Linked DNA regions of Columba livia: region 2 is linked to region 1. Evidence: chromatin contacts called from public Hi-C data. All regions are on one chromosome and are shown on one strand. The core of a region is the stretch at or near the end of the contact, and the rest is flanking DNA. Distances in the headings are between cores, read along the strand shown. Region 1 overlaps TTC17 (tetratricopeptide repeat domain 17). Region 2 holds the start of API5 (apoptosis inhibitor 5).

The links. Hi-C and Micro-C count contacts between places; a contact is called where the count stands out from the background.
Region 2: a contact with region 1 is called in a Hi-C map of liver, with 3 times the contacts expected there. The contact joins the promoter of API5 here to the enhancer-like site in region 1. A contact is called at or near these places in 2 of 2 Hi-C or Micro-C datasets (crop and liver).

What each region holds. Positions count from the first base shown.
Region 1 is chr5:45,181,659-45,185,890 of bColLiv1.pat.W.v2, reverse strand. It overlaps TTC17 (tetratricopeptide repeat domain 17), which reads left to right. Exons shown (of 25, transcript XM_065064780.1): 15 at 2,110-2,334. Among named protein-coding and RNA genes, the nearest start is that of TTC17, 29 kb to the left of the region's middle. Within about 2 kb of position 2,165, at least 1 of the 3 cell types and tissues checked has an H3K27ac peak away from gene starts, as active enhancers do.
Region 2 is chr5:45,227,512-45,231,743 of bColLiv1.pat.W.v2, reverse strand. It overlaps API5 (apoptosis inhibitor 5), which reads left to right and starts at 2,206. Exons shown (of 14, transcript XM_065064784.1): 1 at 2,206-2,432. The coding sequence starts at 2,364.

The DNA.
Region 1 (4,232 bases), core at 916-3,415:
GAGATGAAACTAACTTAAAAATCCATGTTTACAAGTAAAGCACAAACATGTAGAGAAACATTCATTGGATTTAGCTTAGTGTGGACCAAACAGCCCTGTAGTTCCCTGTTGTGACTGCAGGACCTGGAGCAATACATAGCTAATCTTGGCAGCTGTTCTCTTAGCTAAGAGAAGTAGCTTGGAACTGCTCCATCTTTAACACCTATCTACGTTCCAGCCTTTTGCTCTTCCTTCTCCTCCCCACTACCCCACGTTCCCCTCCAAAGAAATCAACGCCCTCTCAATCTTCCTTCGAGACTATTAGCACTCTGGGGCAAAGAATATACATTTGTATAATACGCTGTGGAATGCCACCTCCGTCTTGCATGGGGCCTTTGAGAGTCATCACGAGTCGAGTAGCAGAAAGCACTGAGATAGGGTTGACTCTTTTTGACATGTCAAGCTGATATTTCTCAAATTAACTCTCATGTACAAGTTTTGTCAAGGCAATGTATGTCTGTATTGTTTTTAGTCTAAAATCACTGCATTTAATATGTGCATCTGTCTTACCTGGAATAAAGAAAAAATAACAGTAGGAGTTGATTCCTGTTACAGTGGTGTTCAGAACAGTCCTATATATGTCTAACATCTTAACTGTTGCAGTGCAGGGGTATTTTGTTTTTAACTGTAGTATTCTGTTGGGTTCATGCTAAAAGTCTGAACTTTTCGGTCGTTTAGATGCTGATGTAAAAACACTTTGATGTCATGCCTGTTCAGCTAATGGTAAACTTTCTAGAGCAGAAGTGCCACAGTTGGTATCTTTGTACTGGGAAAAAGTGCCAGTAAGTTGCTGAGGATTTAGTTAGACAAAGATGGTTGAGACCTGGGTATGGAGTTTAACTCAGTGAGGAGTTTGGCATGAATAACATGCAAGTAACGTTATGTATGTGCATTGCATAATACGGGTGATAAATACTCTCAACGATTACAGATTATGTAAGGTACTCCAAACCAAGAGGCAATATATCCTATTGATATCTTCCAGTTCATCTTGAACCATAGATAGAACCTGTGTGAGGCTGTTTCTAAAATCTGGAAGAAAATCTATGGACTGATTAACTTCTTCAACACAGTATTACTGTAATGCCAGTTGTATTGTGTTAATACAACACTACTGTAAAGATCCTTATCTGTTTTGTTTCTATAATCCTAGCTGCATGTTTCCTACTCGTGCATGTGTTCGGGCTTCAGACATATAGGTTGGATTTGGCATTAATCTCAATTGTTGCTTTTATACTTTAAACTCTTTGTAGAATTGGGTAACATAGAATGCTGAAAATATTAAAAAACAGAATTTAAGTGTTTCTAAACCATTTCAAACTTCTCCATCTGAAAGTGGATGTTGTATGTAGCCCTGTCTGCCTGTCAAAGTTTTGTTACTTCTCCTCTAGGATGAGTGGTTTGTTTTTTCCGTTGTAGGTGAAGGAGAAGGAAGGAACGTTCAAAGTGTATTTCATGCTTCCTCCATTCTTCCACCTGCCCTCAGTTGTCGCTTGCTGGTTTATAATCTTTAAACTGTATCTAATGCATGTCACTTGTCAACTTTCATAAGACACGTGGATAACTAAATCTAAGAAAAAAAATTCCGAAACCTCCAACTGACAGGAAATCTTGATGTTGGATACAGGACCTGGAAGCACATCTAACTACAACATAGAAGCTTCCTGACCTTCAAGTTGTAACATTTCTACATAGATCTGTATTAGTGTAATTTTAAGCCTCTGAAGTGGCTCAAAATTGTTGCTTCCTGAAGCAAGTTATCCATTATCACTTGTATATTTTAAGGGATTTTGTGGTCATGATATAACAGAGTCATATGAGTGGAGTGCAAGCATCAGCTGCTACTAAATTACAGTTCAGACTGTTAAGTCACATCAGTTTGAGTGAGGTAGAGCAGACTGAATAATCTACTAGTAGTCACAGCAAACTGTAATTTGTATCTGCTTAACAAAGAGTAGTATGCAATGGTGGGGTTTGTTTGTTTGTTTTCTTACGAAACAGCAAGTAATTCTGTCTTCCTGAGACACCCCTTTGTGGGTGTTTTCATCCTTTTCCCTGACTCTCCCATAGCCGGAAGATCCTCTGTGGCTTGTGCTTAATGAAGCTGGATTGTACTGGCGTGCAGTTGGAAATAGCACCTTTGCTATCACCTGTTTACAAAAAGCATTTAATTTGGCTCCACATGAATATCAGGACATCCCTCTGGTCAATCTTGCTAACCTCCTGATTCATTATGGTCTTCATTTGGATGCCAGCAGGCTCCTGCTGAAGGCTTTGGCCATCAATGCCTCTGAGGTAAGATTTTTTTTGTTCAGTGGTGAATGTCCTTCATTATTTTCTAACTACATATGACTGTCTTGTCATTACTTACCTGTTCATGCAATTTAACTTCCAGCTTGTGATTTGTAACAGATGTTAATTTCCATTTAAATTCTTGATGGCACTGGGAGTTGATGCTGGTTGCTGAGAATATAAACATTTAAAGCAGAAATTCTTCTAAAATAGGTGATAAGCATTTTTTGCCTCCTGAAACCTATTTTATCAGCAGTGGCTCCAAGGAATCTAATACTGGAGTTTTGGCAGTATTTTAATTAAAATAGAGATCCATAATGCTGTCAGCATTGTATCTTGATTTTTAAAACCCTTAAAGTAGCACATGTGTCACTAAGATCTTTGGCTGTTAAGACATCTTTCTGTGCCACTTGACTTTTTATAGTGTTGTATTTGTCCCTAGATTTCATCTATATACCTAGAGGGAAAGCTGTGTTCAAGTTGTTTTGATGACTGCCAGTCATAGATTGAAAACAGTATATTGTATTTCTGAATAGTAACAGTATAAGTATTTTGTAAGTGGCCACTTATGTAAGGTAAAAAATTACTGTATAAGCTGCTTAAACTACTGAACTGGCCAGAACAATTTGAAAAGGAAGCAGGGGACAGAGGGATTGGTGCAGCCAGTAATTTTAAATTCTAAATGCTTAAATGAGAAGTTCAAGTGACTTTTTCCTGTGCTTCTACCTCTGTAGTTAGATAAACAGAGAGCTTAAGCCTGCTAGGCCACCAGTCATTTAGCATGTAAAAAAGCTAAAAATTGAATAAACTTTTTCAATATACCATCTGGGAGCAATTTTGCAATCGTTGGAAAGGAATTTAGCCCATTTGGTTGGCAGGTAAAAGTGCAAAAAGGAACTATAGACAGAACTGTGACAGAATGATGTGCCTTAAGAAGAGCATGTGAAGGCACAGCCTTGGAGCAGGGAGAAGCATAGGGATCCTTAGGACCATGGTGTGAGAGTACAGCTTTTCTTCATAAACATCAGTGAGACCTGTCTTGTTACAATAATGCCTATTCCTATTTTTTCAGGCATTCTCAGTCCTGTAATACCTTTTGTATCAAAAATCTGGCAGGAGAATTTGTACTTGAATAATATTTCCTGGAATTAAAATTAACCATGGCTACAGGGAGTGAAGGATGTGCTATATTAGCAAAAGCTTTTAAAAAAATTCCTGTTGCTCAGTTTGCACCTTTTTCTGAGTGGTGTTTAATAACACAAGCTAAGATGAACTTGAAAACTCTTAAGCTACTGATCAGTCTCCACATTTTCAGATAATGAATGTAAAATTATTTCAGTGGGTAAATGACTGCTCAGTTACAATATTATAGTCATTATCCTAGGGTTATACTGTTAATTGCAGCAAATTACTTGGCATAAGTGAAAGACTTTTCAGTCAACAAACAAAATGCAATGCTTTACTATGTGCCTGTATTAAAATGCTTATTAAATTTTGCCCAGTGAAAAAGGTGTTTATAATTTGTACTTTAAAAAAAAAAAAAGCATATTTCAAGGATATTAGCCAAAAGCAGTGGACAAAAATATTAAGTTTTATAAATAATTGAAAGTAAACCTAAATGGATACCCTTAAGCTAGTGTGACATCGGTGTTTTCAGTAAACTAGTTCTACTCGAGTGCTGACAAATGAAATGCATCTGTCCTGCTAGAACTCTAGGGATATTTTTATGTTTTTGCTGACTTCTAATCATTCTAAAATGCCTTCAAGCATTTCAGTGTAGTTCTTTGCTACTCTGCAGTAAGCATTACATTTATGATGTGTTATAAGTATTTAATGCTTCATTTCAGCTTGTGTGTATTTAACAGCTGGTTTTCATCATAGGAAGGTGGAATCCTGAACAC
Region 2 (4,232 bases), core at 957-3,456, 46 kb before region 1:
CACTTTCATATATATTTCATGTATAAGTGAAAACTAGAGACTGGAAAATGGAAATTGTTGTAACAAGAGCAAAAATGAAGTGAAGAGTGATGTAAAGCAGCAAGGAAGTAGGTGAAGGAAAAGAAAAAAAAAAAGTCAATCTATGGAAGATCAAAGGATGGAAATAGAAGAACCTAGGAGAAAACATTTCCTTAATGTGACTCTGGATACCCCTTTTCATTTTGCATGTTCTCTCTTAGAAAGGTGATCAGCACAGCCAAATGTATCATTGCCAGAGAAAGTAAAAAAGTACGACTCCAAGGCAAATCACGTGTGTTATGATACAATGTATATAAATGTGATTAATACATATATACTTAGGTATAACAACATATATAATATTATAGTATTTGGGAATTGCTTCCCATCCCACCCCACCCATTAATCTCCCTGTAGTGCAGCCAAAGTCCAACAGTGGAGTTCCCCTCCCCTGCCCAGCACACTCCAGTATCTCAAGCGCCTGTCCTGCTCCACCACAGAGCACCAGCCTTTCCCAGAAGGCACACAACCCCTCTCACATCCTTTTTCCTTTGTGCCTATTTCTTCTCTTTTTTTCTCCACAGCTCTAATACATAGAGTAATGTCTAAATGCCACATATTTATCTGATTATCAATGTTTGCTACAGAATGTAATCACACTTTAATAGTGTGCTGTTGAGGAAACAAGCAAGAAAGGGAGATAATGGAGTCCTCCATCTATGTAAACATTTCAAGTGGGCTAAAAAGTAATTAAATGGGAGGTTCATCTTTCCTCCTTTCTGACAAGTTGTAGAAGCTTGCCATGACAGTGCTGATAAAGATGATTACAGAGCGTTTTAAAATCTGCATTCAGATGCAATGCTGCCTGGATGATGCCGGAGGGCAAGAGATTGACATCTCTTAATATCCGCCAGGCTACCAGAGGAAGCTTACCCTTCCTGGAAAATGAAAGGTTCAGGTAAGCTAGTCATGGACATAGCCCTTTTGATGCATTAAAAATATTTTTTGTCTTGTGTTACGTTTTATTAACCAATATATTCTTTTAAGAAGATTACTTTAGGTAAATGCAATGGTCACAAGCACACCAAGGGTCAGGCCATGGTTAGTGCTCTCCTGGATCTGAGAGCAGCCACAAACTCGCACCATCAGACCCTGTCAATTGTGCAGGAACCACATCATTCCATCTGCAGACAGGTAAAGGCACTGGGCCTCAGTTCAAACAGAGGGCGAAAGGTGACTGATGTGGTCACTGCAGCCACCTGCTGAAACACTGACAGCAGAGGAAAAATGAAAGGAAGGTAAACGATTGATGCCCCTGTATGACCCTGCTGTGTGCATTCTGCCTGTGCCGGCTCTGGAGAGAGACCGGGGCTTTGAATGCCTCCGAAATCACCCTTCATCCTACTGGAGAGGATATGGAGAAAAGGTCAAGTGTTTTGCTTAGCTTGGCCTCAGGCTGACGTGAGGGGAATCCTCTTTCATTTTAAGTGCCTGTGAAATCAGCAGGATGCTAAAGCATCTTGAGAATAGGGGAAGACACTGCTGCAGCCTTTTAACTTTTGCCACAATTTAGGTCATTTGAATCTACTGCATTAGTTGCAGATATTTCAGCTCCTATATGCTGGAATTAGAGGGTATTTTCCTCTTCAGGAAAATGCGAAAGTCACCAAATCACATGAAACCAGCTGCTTTCTTGCACCAGGAGCTCAATGCACCACAGGCACTTCTGTGTATCTTTCACATTTTTTGTATATGAGACACAAAATGGGATACAGAAACGAGTAACTGGGGGAAGAGAGCAATCAGGGAAAGGAGGAGTGCGAAAGAAAGCCCAGGAGAAGGAAAAAAAAAAAAAAAAAAGGCCTCAAAAGCGCATCCCTGAGCAACCGCGTCCCGCTGCCCCAGCAGCAGGAGGCGCCGCTGCCAAGCGCCAGGTGCACAAATCCCGGCTCATGGTGAAACCCTTGTAACAGCAGCACTTGTGAAAGTGCCTTGTGCTTTGTGCTACGATGACTAAAATCCAGACACGAGGAGCCACGCAGAAGCCGGAGCACTCCCGTTTACACTGAATACCTGTTTAATATCACTTCAGCTCCGCTGGCGTACAACACGTACAGCACATTGCGGGGAACTCCCCCCTGCCCCGCCCCTTTAACCCGGCCCTCAGTTCCACCGCCAGCCGCCTGGGGGCGCTGCGCAGGGGCCGGCAAACAGCTGCTCTGGGACTTCCGCCTCGTTGGTGCTGACGGCGGCGGCCTGAGCGGTAGCGGCGGCCTGAGCGGCGGCGGCGGCGTCAGTGGCGGCCTCGGTTCCAGCGGCGGTTTCTGGCCCTTCCCCGCCGCACCATGCCCACCGTGGAGGAGCTCTACCGGAACTACGGGATCCTGGCGGACGCCACTGAGACGGCGGGCCAGGTGCGGCGTGGCTGCGGCCTGCAAGGCCTCGCGAGGCCTCGGGCTTGAGTAGCGCAGTGGCGTCGCCGCCGGGGGGAGTTACGGCCTGGGCCGGCTGAGACGGGGCGAGCGGGAGGGGGTGCCGCCGGAAGGGCTGTTCGCCCTGCCGGACAAGCAGCTAGCCCCCGGGGCTGTTCTCGGTGTAGGTTTTTTCACGACCCGGGCAGGGGGAGGGAAGAGGCGGGTAGAGATGAATTCGCGGCTGCGGTTCTGCAAGGACGGAAGTAGCTCTGGCCGCTTTTGCAGCATCCCCGTCCTGTCGGCTGCTCTCTTTTAAAATGTGGTGTCGCAGCTATTAACTAGTTATTAGCTAGAGTCAGACTGTTTTTTGCATTGGGCGCCGGGAGTTTCATCTGGCGAATTCAGGCCTTAAAGATTACACCACTAGTCATCCAGATGTGATCCACTGCACTGCAGTTCTAGAGAGCTTCTGGCAGGCTGTCTTGCTAAAAAGCTTGTTGGGGGAAGGTGAAATCTGTTATGGTTCGATAATTGCCCGTAGCCCGCACCCCGCACCCCCTTTTTTTTTTTTTTTTCCTTAGGGTAAAAATGGAAATTCGATCCTCATGGCTAAAGGAGATTTTTACTTGTAGAATCCTGGCAAGATGTGCCATTTGTTTATACCGTTACTGATTATTCGAAAGGAGAGGATGACGTAGTATATTGCCAGTATAAAATATTATGGTTAATTAAAACCATAGTTTTTGAATTGTATTAGGCTCTCATTTTACTGAACAGCTACCTGAAAAAGCAACGGACTTTTTTTTTTTGGTCATTACACACATGAGTAGGAAAGTAGCTTTGCATATACCTAGCAGTGGATTTTAAACTAGGTACTACTATACAAGGTCATTTGGAAAGTTCTTTAAGAGAACAAATAATATGGTGTGTGTTGTTTTTGAATTTTTTTTTTTCTTTCTAATTCAAGTCTATTCACTTTGTTTGTGTAATTATGCTCTAGTGAAACAAAGCATCCCTGTAGACAGTTCAACAAAAACATAATCTCAGAGCCAAGCAAAAAATGCAGCTAAAGTCTTGGGAACTATATGGAGAGATACAGAATAAACCAGACTCTGTTACTGTGTTAGTTTCCAAATTAGTGGTCCATCATAATTTTTACTGTTGTTGGTAGCTTTTGCAAAACAGGAATGACCATCTTTGGTAGAACAGATTCCAGCATAGTTCAGAAATGAAGCCTGGGACAGGAATCAATAGCAGATGTCTAAGAACCTCCAAGGGTAACTACAGAATTATGATTCCTGATACGCTTTTCCAGCTTTGCTTCTCTATAGCTTGTGGGCTTCCAGAGCCAGAGATAGTGTCTTTGTAATTAGTATATCTCACTAGATTGTTCTTCAGTGTACTTTCGTGATACTTTTTTTAACTGATTATATTTCTGGCATACAAACGTTTCGTGACAAAATGTTCCGTTACTTCATTAACCTTTGTGAAGGAGTGATCTCTTCTGAACTTGACATTTCATAATCTTACTTGATGTCTCCAATTTCTGCATTCCGAGAAGCTATGAGTAATTGTTCCTTATTCATCAGTTTTATCCTACTTATTACTTTATTATCTCTTACCAACCTTATGAACATGATCTCTCACTTACAAAAAGTCACCCTGTCTCAAAAGAAGAAACTTTGAACATGAGGAGAACCGTAAGGGAACAACCAGAAGTATGACATGAAGAGGGGTAATTTAAAAGCCTGGAAGTATTGAACTTGTAAAAGAGTGTTTCAGTTGATAAAGAGGCTCAGA